2 separate regions of the Anas platyrhynchos genome follow, and region 1 is linked to region 2. A link is a contact called in public Hi-C data. All regions are on one chromosome and are shown on one strand. Each heading gives the region's core, a stretch centred on a gene start, on an enhancer-like site or on the middle of the called end of the contact. The rest is flanking DNA. Distances are from core to core; before and after follow the strand shown. Region 1 has its middle 55 kb from the start of FGF3. Region 2 holds the start of LTO1 (LTO1 maturation factor of ABCE1).

What was found. A called contact is a pair of places that touch in the nucleus more often than the background predicts.
Region 1: a Hi-C map of skeletal muscle shows a contact between it and region 2, with 2.4 times the contacts expected there. The contact joins the enhancer-like site here to the promoter of LTO1 in region 2. A contact is called at or near these places in 5 of 8 Hi-C or Micro-C datasets (F5 follicle, liver, skeletal muscle and 1 more).

The regions. Positions count from the first base shown.
Region 1 is chr5:47,934,305-47,941,611 of IASCAAS_PekinDuck_T2T, reverse strand. No RefSeq gene overlaps it. Among named protein-coding and RNA genes, the nearest start is that of FGF3, 55 kb to the right of the region's middle. Within about 2 kb of position 5,576, at least 1 of the 8 cell types and tissues checked has an H3K27ac peak or open chromatin away from gene starts, as enhancers often do.
Region 2 is chr5:47,810,665-47,818,208 of IASCAAS_PekinDuck_T2T, reverse strand. It overlaps LTO1 (LTO1 maturation factor of ABCE1), which reads left to right and starts at 5,319. Exons shown (of 8, transcript XR_011809772.1): 1 at 5,319-5,477; 2 at 5,566-5,671. FGF19 (fibroblast growth factor 19) reads left to right here. Exons shown (of 5, transcript XM_038180520.2): 5 at 280-2,561. The coding sequence ends at 612.

The sequences.
Region 1 (7,307 bases), core at 4,327-6,826, 120 kb before region 2:
CTAAAAATCAAGATGCTGGATGCTTTAACCTGGTTTGAATATCAGGGCTTCAGAGAGTTACATATACTTTAAAGCTTAAACCAGAAGAAGTGCACGTGTGCCTGTATGCTGGGAATCCACACTGCCGCTCCCCTTGAGCCTGGGATTAAGCGTGTGAATTGATCCCAACGCTCTGTCATCGGTACCCAGAGCTCAGCTCCAGTGGAGCCTGCCACACACAGCAGTTGTGGGTTCATGCCACCTCTTCTAAAGATAGCCAAGTACGGCCAAAGAGTCTTTGCTCTTGTTTCAAGCTCATTAGATGAGTGATGACAGGTTATAGTAGGGGTCCCTCATGGCCAGACAAGAAGCAAGGCCCCCAACTGCTGCTGTCCACTACAATTGCAGCTGAATTTAGCCAGCTATTGTAACAACCAGCGCGGCGTAAGAAGCAGACCTCCCTGCACTCTGTTTTAATGAGCTGGGCGCATTTAATGCGAGTTCCACTGCAAGATCGTGCTCAGTTTTGTGCTACTCCTGAAGCACACGGCTATATCATCTCACTTCTTATGGTGGCCTCCCCATAGGCAGAAATACCTTTCTTGTCTTTTGGTCTGCTGAGTTTGAACTAAAAACATTCACAACAAAAGAGAAAGAAGGTAACCCTCCTTGGCCTGCTGTTCCTCTCTGGACTGACTGTCTAAGTTTATGCTCTTCTTTAAGAGTTGAAAATATTTCTTCCCTTTGATGCTTTGGAGAAAATAAAAGACGGAGTCTGTATACACTTTTGTTTGTTTGTTTGTTTAAGAAATGTGCTCCCAGCCCCAGAATTCTGGATAAAACTCTTTTCCCTGTTGTTTTTTTTTGCAATCAGATTTACTAGAGATAACCTGAGGAAGATGTAAAAGCTCTCGTTCTCTCTCCTTTCTTTTAAAACATTCCAGCGATATTGCAGGAGCTCCAATCCTTTGATATGCTTGACAGTCATCTTGGCAGTAGAGTTCTGAAGGATATCAGCACACGTCATTGATTGGGTTGCAGTATAAATCATTAAAGAGGAGTAAAACCTTGTAGACTTTACTATTTGCCAATGTGTAAATAAAATTAAAACCCCTGTTTCTGTTTAATTTGTTCATGCTAAGTATAAATATGTATCTACCACCCAGCACACAGTCCTGTTTTCCAAAATTGTGTTAGCAGTTAAAGCTAGAAAAATACTTCTTAACTGATTTCTAGTGTGCAAAAACTTCACGAGATGTGGGAAAGTTTCTGTTTCTGTTCTGTATTACAGATGTGTTGATTCATTGCTGTAAAGATTTTCTAGTAAAACATCAAACATTATTTGATGCAGATGAAGGCAAGGCAGACAGCCAGGCACAGGGCACAGTTTGAGAACATGATGAGGCCTTTGTGGTTCTCTAAGTCATGTTTTAAAATAAATTGCAGTAATAACAATGCTGTATTGAGATATTGCAACTGTTTTCTTATTTCAGTCACTTGTTTTCAACTCTCATTGAGACAATGATCTTTCTTCTTCCCTCTAGAGATATTTATAATGATGCATGAAATGTCAGGAATCACAAAATAAGGTATTAATTTAAATCCAAACTGACTTTTTATGATCAACTCCACCACAAATGTGGGATGCAGTGAGATTTTCATTCTCTTAATTGCTCTGGGTTAATACATTCTGAGTACTGTGACACTTTGTCACGTTACTGATTATTACTAATTTTGTCTTAATTCTGAAAGTACTTTTATCTTTCAATGGAAAACTATTCAGTTATAATTTTAAGCCTTGACTTCATTTTAATGGCCTTCTCAGCCATGCTGCCTTCTCATAAAGAAGACCCGATGTGCTGGTTGTCATTGTTTAGCACAAATATCAAAACATGCTACCTTGGCAAATGCTTGGCACATAATCTTTGTTTGTAATACATGCTAGGGAATTCTGAAACTAAAGCAATATTTTTGATATAGTAGTATACTATATAGTATATTAGATATAGCAGTATTGAAAGCAGTATTTTTTATAAGAGATTCATTACTGTGATATTAAGCAGGCTAAAACACACAACGTCTAGCGCTGGCTATTGATATTTGCATTTGGAGTATCTGGGAACTTAGTATGTTTCTGACTTTCGCTTGAGATCTGAAAGATTTAAAAATATTTTTCATCCCTTTTTAAAAATTTGTTATACACACCATTTCATTCACCCTACACTTAGTTCATTCGATATGCAAAAATATTGTATACTTTAAAATGAACTCAGTAGTATAGTGTTTTCCCAGCAGTATTCACTGAGGCTTTACTTAACTGCATCATTATTAAAAGTCTGATGCACACTCCTATGCATTTTTATGGTGCTTATCACGACAATAGCTATGTGCAACACAAATATGAATATGAATATATTTGCAACATCTTTGTGAATTAATGAGGTGGAGTATTATCATTTTATAGCTTATAACTAAGACAGAGAGATCAATACAAATAACTTTCACTAACTATGTATTCAGCTTGAGACCTTTACGATGTGATTTTTTTGGAGAATAAGTACCAGGCAGCTCATACATTTTAAAGTGAAATGCCAGTTATCTTTAGTTACTTCTGTGAGTGCTTTGTTTTTCCATGGAATTCAGTAACAGAAGTCTGGCACCAAATGACGTGAAATTCAAGTTTTATCACTGTATGACAAAAATCAGATCAAAATAACTAGCCATTCTTTCCTACAGAGATTGGGGCAGTGCCAGTTAGGGAACATCCTGTTTCACTGAGGGGCATCATGCCCAAAAAGCTACTGTTTAAACAGACAGTGGCAAAAGAAGGAAAGCATTATTCCCATTTTTGTAAGAATAAAAGCAAAATCATAGGCAAATATGGGTAATTTTTCAAAAGCACATGTTGAACATAACTTAGCTACGGTCACTCAGGAAGTTTATGTGAAACATAGGTATGGCAGACAAGGATCAAAATGGCCTGGATATGGGGCTAAAGGACAAACTTGCTTTGAAAAACAGCTGAAGTGGAGATGCTACCACTTTGTAGGTGCATACAAATGCTGAGCTCCTCCTTGACTGTTATTTTTCCTAAAAACTGTGTAAGAAGCCACAGGCAAGGCCTCTTAGCAAAAACACTGTTTGATTTATTCTTATGTTGAATTACAGTGCTTATGACCTACTGTTGATAGAAGTGGCAAAAAGAAGATTTTTGGCTTCTCCAGTCAGATGTGAAAGACAGAACCTAGACCCAAAGTCTAGTACATAAGTCACAAGATCATCCTCTTCAAGACAAAAAGTTTGTATTAGTTTAAGACTATAATCTAGAGTAATTAGTAAAGTGATGAGCTGCACTCGGGAGCACAACAGTTACTCAGAAACTCCAAGGAGATGATTGATAGTAATTTCAAACTGTTTATCACCTTCATTCACTAAAAACATGTTTTAGCAGAAGAAAAGGGGAGAAAGGAGCAAGCACTGTGTCTAGCATTGTAACTCACTTCCATGGATTATTCTGGTGCGCCGAATTAACCCCCCAAAACTAACAAGAAACTGTTTCCCAGAAAACAGTCTCAGACTAGCAAGTTTTTTCAGCCTTATTTGCACTGCTGTTTATTTCGTGTGAGCTGATGAAAGTCCCAAGGGTTTACCTCTGACAAAAAGAGTGGGACAAACACACATGAGTGCCCAGCAGCTCAGCTCAGCTGTGGTCAGTCTGCCAAAGGAGATAATTCTGCCAAGCGAAATGGCTTCCAGGCTGTGCACTTCTGTGTCAAAATGACATTAGTGTATTTTGACATAAGTGCTGTCTTTTATCAGGGATAAGCTTCAAAGCCACAGAGATGGAGAGATGGGAAACTAGAGTTTGACAGAAAAAATAGAAGTTGACAGAAAAACATGAAGATAATTTGTTAAAACAAACCCAATACTCCAAGAACCAGTGATACCTTCAAGGATCAAATTTAGAGCAAAGGATGTTTTATTGATGTGTGACCATAGTTTTGGCATAATAGATAAATTTTCTCTGCAGAATATAGAGGAATTTTAAAAGTCTTGTGCCTTCTCTAATGACTGGAGCTCTAATGCTCCCTGCCCTGCTGATTAAAGAAGCTTAAACCAGGGTGCTCTGTTCATATGGAGAGTATGGAGCTAGTTAAAAAAGACAGATATGCCCACTCGTATTGATTTTGACATACATTATGGACAACTGAGATGCCTAAATAAAGTTCAGCAAGGAACTTTACAAATTAGGGGAGCACTTCAGTTTCACAGCTAGAGGAATGGATACATTCAGAGGTGAAATTATTTGCAAAGTTTGCACCCATTGCAGACCACTAATAACACCAAGACCTGAATGAGGTAACCCTGATCCTAACCTGGAGCTGAACCCCATAGCCCAATTCATTTTTGGCCAGCAGAACTGTTGAGGATTTCTAATATTGTGGCCGTGGCCACAAGCCTTTGGGTCACAGACTTTCCCTGAACTCACTGGTTGATCGCTGAATCTCACTGATTGATTACAGAGTACATGGGAAGCTGGATTAGTTTCTTGGAAATATGGAAAGAGGAACTAATACCATCATTTGTAGTAGTCATCACTGACGTTTCATAGCTCTTTGCTTAGCAACACAGAATGTCCATTAAATTCCACGGGCCAAAGCTTTGCTGAATGGGGTTAAAGGTTTCTAACTTCACATCAACAAAATTTCCTGCTGGAGTGCTTGTTAGGTCCAACAAGGTAGGTCATTTCCCTCCTGTGCATTTTGCTTCTCTTATCTCTGGTGACTCCAAAAGCACATAGGATTCACAGAAGCTAAAACTAAAACAACAACCTACATCCGGTCAATCAGGTCATCTCTGATCTTTCGGTCAGTCCCCTCTGACAGCCACACTGTCAATAAAAATGCTCAGAGATGCCAGTAATTTTAATTCCCCTTTCCCTTTCCCTTTCCCTTTCCCTTGAAGCCTGCAGAAGATAGAATGATCATTTTTACCTTCTTAGCCAGATTTCAGCACTCAGAGAAGGGTACTGCCAATTATGGGTGACATTGTTTCCTCTGACAGCTGTCTATTAGCATGACTGATGTCTGCTCCAGAAGCTTCTGCAGGGCACACATAGAGATCAAAGACTTCTATCTAGGTCCCCTACCTCAAAATATTTACTTGCTGTCATTTGGAAAGATAGGGAAGTCATGGCCTCAACATCTGACAACTCACTTGTGACACTTCCTAATGTGTCCCATTTGCCATCAATGTCCCCAGTAATATAAATAGGATATCACAAAGCCTACATTAGAGTAGTTTCCAGACAGAGGTAGCTAGATCAAATTCAACCTGGATAAAGCAGAGGAAATACAGCTAGGAAAGAGGAATCACTAGGAAAATGGCTTTCCACACAAGTATAGATACAGAACACAAGCCCTGAAGATAAATAGACTCAAAGACTTTTTTGATTCAAGTAGGGCCTCCAATCTTTAAGCCTAGATATACCTGCTTAGATTTGATTCTTAGGTTGTTGTTATTGCTTAACAGCATATAGTACAAAAGTATTAAGTCACTTCAGCCATGTGAGGCTGAAGAAAATATTGCATCATCTTATTTAGCAATCTAATTGTATAACTGCAGTATCATTGCTGAACTAAGCCAGGCATTCCTGAGGGAAGAGATCAGCTCCACAACAGTTTAGGACAACATTTTCAGACAGAAAAGAATATATTACAAATATCCTACCATATGGCAAATGAGTGAAAGTTATCTTACAGAGAGTTGCTTCTATTCTCTCTTTTAAAGGTCTCTTGAAGATCCCCATAAGCAGGAATTTCACTGTATAGCAAAAGGAGTTTTGCTGTATAGCAGTGACAGCACAAGCTAACAGACAATCCTGAAACATTATCTGTTTACAGCTGTGTATGCTGCTGCAAAGACTGCCAGATGAGTTCTGATGTTTAAAAAGTTTGTACCAGGTTGACTAAAGCATGTAGATATTTTAGTCTCATTAAAACCCTGGTGGAAATTGACAAGTTCAGCCCTTGTTCCCAATCCATGAAGCTGAGAAGTAGTTTATTACTATGTTTTTGGATGCTCATTTGAAGGCAAGTTGAAGTCATAGTCCTGCAGCTAACTCCCATAATGTATTGCTAATTTTTATAGCTGCTCATGGAATGGAAGTCAACCTGCTTGTTGCTCCCAGTATATTTTGTAGGGTTTTCATTTCTGGACTCTAGCCAAAGTGCGGTATTGTTCAGGTCCTTTGTCTTGCCATTAAAGTTCTTATTGTTACGGTTTTGTCTGTTGGGTCAATGAGATTAGATTTCATCAGCACAGCAAACTAAAAGAAAATACAAGTTATTAGATAATCATTAAAGCACATCTGTTGCTTTTTTTCAGAGTGCCAAAGTCTGAATTCCATTGAACTAGTGACATGGCACTTGACCAGCGCTTAGTTCAACTATGGTCAATGAGCTGCAAAAGGATTAAAATATTAGCAGCTAGTTGATTCAACCTAATCCCTGGCAGTTTTGTTTAGACTGTAAAGGAAGGTGCCTAGAGCAAAAGAGAATGAAACAATTGCAGTAAGAAAATGCTAACATTTTTGAGCCTGTTCCACAAACTGTGCTATACTGCTGCTCCATTTTGGTGTTGCGCCAAGACATCAGTTCCTCAGGTACTGTAAATACACTTTCACGCATATCCACCCTGAATCTCTTCAAAAGTGCCTGAGAACTTCACAGCCTGAAAGACTGGCTGGTAGAGAATGGAAACAGGTATTCCCCCATCATCCACACACCCAGAGTGAACAGCATTCTGGACTATGGATGAACACTGTTTCACAAACACCAGCTTCTTTTTTCTTTTCAAAAATTGTTCCGACATACATGTATACCATGAAAAATATTTTAAATCATAGGCTTTTTTCACATATCATTTTAATTTTTTAAAAGAAAACTTATATATGTTAAGTATATCTATTTGAAAAGTATTGGAAATCATATTTTTTTTTCAGACAAAACCTAGAATTTTCAAAGAAGCCTTCATGGAATGAAGTGCCCAGTTCCCATCAAATATAACTTGTAATTTAAACTTAAGATCTTAACATATAAGCACTGTATGTGTGTAATCAGGCAGCTGCATATGACTAATTCTACAAAGAATCTAAAGAGGAAGAAGACAAGAATCAATTTTTCATCATAAAAAAATATCACATAGCAGGCCAAACATGCTTAGGGTGCTTTACTTTTCTTAAATAATGGTCAGTGTTACTGAAAAAAATGTTACATTGGTCTGACAGTCATCAGCTAATTCAAGACTGGAGATACTTTATGATTTAG
Region 2 (7,544 bases), core at 4,070-6,569:
ACCCCTAGCAGACATGCTATGTGCAGCACGGGGAGCTTTAGACTTATAGTGTGGGTCTTGGTCCATAACTCAAAGAGCAGCCATCAGAGCCATGGTGAGCACCACAGGTCCCGCCTGTGTCCCTACAGCAGGCAGGCAGAGAGGGAGGAGGACTGGTGCCAGAGGTTTAGGCTGTGGCTGAGTACAGTGTACGGTGTGGTTGAGTATAGTGAATTTGTACAGCAAATACAGTGAATCTGGTGAGCACATTTGTAATCCTCTTTACTCCTTGCTGTTCAGCTCAGGTATTCCACTGAAGATTGTTCCTTTGAAGAGGAGATTCGTCCAGACGGCTACAACGTATATAAATCAAAGAAATACGGGATATCGGTGTCTTTGAGTAGCGCCAAGCAAAGACAACAGTTCAAAGGAAAAGATTTTCTTCCACTATCTCACTTCTTACCTATGATCAACACGGTGCCAGTGGAGTCAACAGACTTTGGTGAATACGGTGATTATAGCCAGGCTTTTGAACCAGAGGTATACTCATCGCCTCTTGAAACGGACAGCATGGATCCCTTTGGGATCACCTCCAAACTGTCTCCAGTGAAGAGCCCCAGCTTTCAGAAATGATGCTGATTACACACACGGTTTTAAAGAAATGTTGCAGAATATTGCAGGTGGTTAGCTTCTCGTGTAGTGATGTTTCAAACTTTTTTTTATATATTTCAGTATGGAGCCAGTCTTTTCCATACAGTGTGTTGTACCGGTAAGAGATGAGTGCTCAGAGGCTATCTTCTAAAGAATTGCCTATCCGTAGGGTTTTTTTTGAGAAAGAAGGATTAAATAAGAAAAGCTTAATGCATTCATTGGAGTTCCTCCATTAACGTGGTGATGATGAAATAATTACAGTTTTTGTACATCCAATTCATTGCCACCTATGTTCACCTGTTATTTCTGCTCACAGGAGCAAATGCAGAAAACCTTTTTGCAGTTCACGGGAAGGTTCACAATCTGGTAGCTTCAGAGGCTTCAAAATCTGGTAGCTTCAGAGGCTAAAGACAAACATTCGGAACAAAATATGATTAAGGAAGACCTAGCAAATGTGGTTATGTGAACTAGAGTTAATGCTGTCTCTTGAAAAGCTGCTGACAAGGTTCTGGGAAAACTTTCTATTGAAAGCATACCACTGAAAAACAATTCCGCCTGTATATTGTGCTTTTTCTTCCCTTAGGAAAGAAGGGACGAAAGGGAAATATTTCTTCCTTCCCTTATTGCTAAGGGGTACTTCAGAAAACTGGATCTTTGATTTTTGTATAGGCTAATTTATGTTCACTGTGGGATCTGCATCATCCAGCATAGATTTCTCATTAACATTAGTGGGAATTCAGCATGGGGGTTGAAGTGTGTACAGAACTAGCATTTCTGGTTTTCACGTAGGGAATAAGCAGTTCAAATCTGTGTTCAAATACAGATTCTGTTGTATATACAAATGTATGTCATGAGCAAATGGAGAGAAAGACTGAAAATGGATAATGCATAGGTCACATCAATTGCAAAGCGGATTTTTCATGTTTTATATGTAGCCATCAGCAATTCTTTTAAGTCCTTTCAGGCTTGATTCTGCATCAGTTGAAATCAGTGGAGAGACAATATAGTGACATAAACGAGAACTGGGACAGCCATGCCATTCTTCTTGCAGGAAGGGATCATGGCTACTTTGTGGCTAAAAAACATATGGCTGATGTCTTCAGTTCTGTTCTCCCCATATAACAATTTGATAAAGGAATAAACGAACTGAAACCAAAGGGAAAAAAACAAAAACAAAAACAAAAACTTCAGGATTCCACTCATTTCTAAAGGTTTACTTATAATAGAGATTTCTGTACAAAAGCTCTACTGGAAATACTGGTGTTTTTTCTGACCTAGCACTTCATTGCCAATGCAATATTTATAATTAATTTATTGAATACATACATCTGTTTATTTTGTTACTGTTATTTATGCGCGAAATTCTATTTATATACTCCTGAAGGTGGGTTTTTTAGTTGTAACAAATTTTGTGAAGTTTTGTAATCATGAAATTTTAGGAAACAATAGCTTTTTTCTGTGCATTATCAGTAGTGTAATGTGTACATTTGCAATAAAAAATCATCTTCAACATGGAAATGTATCTGACTCTTTTGTAACTGTGAAGTAGACACTTCAAGGAGCTTTATCAAACCATGGAGTCTGGGTCCACAGCACCTGTGTGGAGAGGTGCAGCTGAAGTACAACACAGAGTGAGTTTCCCAAAGCCAGTTAGGGCCAATGCTGGACTTCAAGTCCGTCTGCCGCCAGTTGCTGCTGAGCTTCACATGAAACTGCAAGTCTAAGAAAAGTATCTTTGTCATGGAAGGGTTTTGGAAATGGCTCCTTCTTCAGCGAGGATTTGCGGATGGCTGCAGCCAGAGCAAATTTCCAGCACAGGCAAAGCTGCATGCTGGTACGCCAGCATCTGCACATTGTGGGCACTAAAGGTAGCAATTTCCAACCAGACTTGAACCACACTACATGCTCCATGAGTGGATTTTTATATTAATACATCAACCATCCACCTGCAAAACACAAAAGCGATGTAGGTAGAAGGCTGATCTCTTTTACAGAATGGCACCATACTTATCAGTGCACCTGGGGGGGGGGGGGGAAATGGCCGTGTTGCCTGAAAAAGATCTTTATTTCTGGCAGGAAAAGAGGGACTGAACATTTCAGTTTGGAAATGCTGCAAGGGTGACTCACAGGAATTGCAGATTTCTTGGCTGCAGAACATCTCCCATGGTGTTTCATATTCTCCTTTGTGCTAAGCCACTGCCGCACATCCGGAGGGTTCCTACTCTTCATGTGTTGGGAGACACAGTCCTGACTTTCTAGTTGTTTTATTTCAAAAGTTTTTGTGCTTTGGGTATTCTGTTTTGTTTGTTTGGTTGGTTGGTTGGTTGTTTTTTTTTTTTTGTTTTGTTTTTGTTTTGTTTTGTTTTTTTCTTTTTCATTTCTGTTTTTGATCAGACACTATATTATTTTTGAACATCAGGTATGTGTCAAGACCCTTTCATAAAAATCAAAAAACAGAAAACAAGCAAACTAAGACAGTCTTGATGGGAAACACAACAAATGACAGAATTCAGGGGGCACACTGTTTACATTAACCAGTGAGAGATTTTAAAGTAGATTTAACATTATTGTGAATATTGTCAAGAGCACAAAGTCGAGCATCCTTACATATGTGAATAGCATCTTGTGACCCTATTTGCTGACACCTTTGGGTCTGCATCTTCCACCACCAGCACGGTGTTCCTTACTGTAACAGCATGGTTAGAGGTTGGTTCAATATTTATTCAGACAGGGGGAAGAATGCCAGGAGCTAAATTACCCACACCACTTCCTGAAGCACTTTAGTTTCCCTTGGAGGTTTCCCATCCAAGCTCTGACCAGGCCTGGCTGCTTTGCTTATGAAAAGTGACAAGATCCCTGTGTGAGGTGGAACGATTACTGGAAAATGCTTTCCCTGCCATTAGACACCTGACTCGGTCAGGAACTTGGTGTGCAAAACCTTTGAACACCATTGTCTTCGGTTCTGTGGGAATGCAAACAGCACCACCACCGCGCACGTTTTTGCTCTGCGCTATGTGAGCCTTGGCTGGCCACCATCTCTCAAAGACAGTAAGGCAATTGCCAGGCTTTCCTTTGCAGGAGTAGGTTTTACAGCTGTAAAGGGTTTTAAAAGGTCAGGTGTCAAATGTCTCCTTGTGAAGTCTCAATTAGAAGCTATGATGTGTAAATACGAGTTGTAAGAGTAGTGAGAAAGCTATAGAAAAGGAGATACTGGGCATCTCCATTTCCACTCTGGGGAAGTGTGAAGAGCTGTAAAACCTTTATTCAGGAACCGAAGTATCAGTGTTACCCCTGCTCCAAGTACTGAAACTATGTTCATGGAAACCCTGGGACAAGGAGAAGGACTTGTTCGTTTAATAATAATAAAATAAATGTACTTTCTTTTCTCCAAAAATGTATGATAGCCAACCCTCCTTTCAGGCGGCATCAGATGTGATGAAAGCAGAGATACGTTTGCCTTGGAAGCAACTGGAAGTGGGAAAAACACATCATTTAGACTCTGAATTACGGGTGACTTTGTGACTGTCCAGGCATACAGCAAGTTTCTCAGGAACCCTGACAGATGAAATGGATTGCTGAGAACACGTAAGAATACCCCAAAATGAGAGCAGTGTTTGGTAGACTTCTTGCTAGAATACTGTTATATTTGCAACATAATGAATCAATCCACCTACCTACTGAGATCAAAGCCCTTGCTTTGCATTAACTTCCAAAGATATAAATTGTAGTCATTAGCTTTGGAGTTACTTTATATTTCCACTGGCATCATATGGTTAGTGAACAATACGTGTTTGTGATTGTGAGACAGTACAGTAGATACACACCTTGCAAACCTTCAGTGATTTAATTTCACGTAATGTCCATCGACACCTAAGCATTAAATTAATGCAGAAAACGAGCTGGCTGACTGACTGCAGTCACTCCTTACAAATCAATATAGCCTGTTGCGATGGAGCATTTTTAATGAACAGTGATTGGTGCATCTCGTTAGCTAAACCTTTACTAGTATGAATTTGATTTTGCTCTAGTGGTTTTATTTATTCTGTAGACACGTCTCAGGACCTCGGAGCCGTCTATTCAATCCCCTGCCTGTGTTTGTCTCAGAGGCTAACAGACCGGCTGTACCGCTGTGTGGATTGGTGTCCGCAGAGCCACACATTTCATGAAATGTCTCAAGTCTAATTACCTGAAGAACCAATAAGTTAGCGTATGTATTTATAAATAAGGACAAATGTTTTGTTTTACCAGTGTTCATTTGTAACAATAAGTGAATGTTGTAATAGACCGGCATACTAACGGTTGGCCATCTAACTACATAAAAAATACACTAATTGAAAGTCGAAAGCGTCTCGGATCCAAACAAAAGGGGCTTGTGGTAGTTTCCACAACTCCTTCTGTCAGGAGTTAGCCGTACTGGTCGCTGGGTGCATGACTTGGTGTTTGCCAACCGCCAGCCAGGCTGACAGGAAAACAAACGCAAGCTGCGCCATCCAGAAACCAGGCTGCTGGCATAACTTAACGCACAGTAAGGATCCATCCCGCTATTGTCACGGGAGGGAGGCGCAGCTCGCCCACAGCTCCCTATTCCCTTTCCCCGTCCCACCCCGCTCTGTCAGCGGCGCGCTGCCGCCCCCTGCCGCCTCAGGGCCGGCGCGGGCCGTTGGTGCTGGCGGCGGCCGTTAACCGTGCGCTTCCCGCGCGCGGCCCCAACGGCTCGCCGTCCGCTCCCGGCCTGCCGCGCGCCGCGGGGCCGCGCTGAGGGAGGGCTCTGGCGGCGTCATGGCGGCCGCCGCGGCCCCGGGGCCCGGCCCGGACATGTTCGAGGAGATCGTGATGGCCGAGCACAGGTAGGGCAGCCCCTGCCTGGCGTCTGAACGGCAGAAAGTGAAGTGGGAACCAGCGTCAGAAACCGTCCGTGTGTGTGTGTGTCCGCAGGTTCCACGGCGAGGGCTATCAGGAGGGCTACGCCGAAGGCCGCCAGGCTGGGGCTGCTGAGGGGAGGAGGCACGGGGCGCGCCACGGGGCCAGGGTGGGCGCCGAGGTAAGGGGGAAGGCGCCTCAGGTCGCGGGGCTGGGGGCTGTGTCGCGAGGAAACTGTTAAATAGGCTTTTTTTTTTTTTTTTAAAGTTTATTTGATCCCATTTTGATTTATTTTTTTTTCTCCTGAAAGGAAGGATAAGAGAGAAATCAAATAAACATGCTCGAGACAAATTGTATATGTTGATTTCTTTAACCCAAAATTTAACCCCCGGACCATCCTCTGTGGTTCAGCATTAGGGAAAACCATGCGGTGTTGGCTCTTCACCCAAGTCACTTTCCTCCAACAGGACAATTCTGGTTGTCTGTGTTTTACTCTCTGCTACTTCTAACATTGGGAGAGTTTGTCAGGTGAATATTGCTACTGGCAGAACAGCAGCAATTATGTTAATCCATTATGAAGTGAAATCGGTAAACCCAAATTCTGAAAGGATGGTTATTATAAAATTTTGGTTTACACTTGGTGTGATACAGAGATATATAGTGATGAAATATTTTCCTAGTGATGCTACAGCTCTGAAGTTCTAAGAAAACAGCATTGAACAGCAGCTTCTAAATACAGATGGCTGTATGCAAAACTGTCCTGTGTAGGCCATGATATAGGAGAAGTGCACTGATCTACTTATGTTGGGAAGTTCCTGAAGAGACTAAAATTGTAGATAGGGAGTCATGTGAAGGGATGAATTGGGCAGTTTTTGAACTGTCAGCCGTGAGCAGAACTACAGTACTGATCTGACAGGGGCCTTGCTTGATAGAGAATTAAATTAAGATGTTACAAATAAAACGTTTGTTATCCATCATATCTTTTAGGCGGTATTGGACACAGTATCCACTAGGGCTCAAGCAGAAGATTGTGCCCCTGTGGTAGGGCGCTGCTAATTCTGCTGAGCATACCGCTGTGAAGCGTCCAAGGGCACATGTCTCCAGCCCGCAGCAGCTTGGTGCAGCTAGGTACCAAGTCTGTGGGTTGTCTCCACCTACCTGGAGACTCCAAGCAGTTTTGGTGCACGCAGGTGAAATTGCCTCACTTCAAATATGCTTAAGCACTAAATGAAATGTTAAGTCCCAAACCCACGTTTGAGCCTTAAAATAAATAAATAAAATACACGAAGTAACAAAAGTTGATCTGTGTACCATATCAAACATAACTGCCAGGAGACTGGTATTCCCAAACATTCTTGCTTTACTCTGAAGTGGTTTTAAGGTTATGGGAACTTCCAAGTTAAACTATGTTTACTACGTTTAAATGGCAGGTGTATGCACATGTGGACTGAAGTGGGATTAGGCTATAATTTTGGACTTAACTACCTTGAAGTCAGCTCACTTATGTTTTAAGTGTCTGTGTTGTTTTTCTGAGAATGCTAAATCATTTTAGAAAGAGACTCCAGCTGACTTACAAGCTGGTGCATTGAAGAACATATTCTTATTATATTCCAGTATATTCCTATTTGATTACAGTTGTAATGAAAAGCTCTCTGGCAGCAAGACTGGCTTAGTCAGCTTCCTGTGCTTCTTTCTGATTCTGTGCTACCCTCATGAGTTAGGCTAGTAACATTCTTTGCATATTAACTCAGAAAAAATGTGTTTTCCTGTTTGGTTGACTTGGCTGCTCCCTCAGCCAAGCTGGTACAGCTTTTTCTGGGGCTGTACAGGAGCTGCTTAAGCTGACACTGCTGCAAAAACACATACTTACCAAAGCATCTTAAATAGGTTGTTTCTGAATTATTTCCCTACTGCCATACATCAGTTTCATAAATTTTGAGGTTCAGAGGGTGTCAATATGGATAGTGTTTTGCAGGACTGCTGTTCATGCTGCATTTTAAATACTGTTTTCATCTGATGCTAAACAGATTTCTTACAAGAAGTGTTCTGACTGT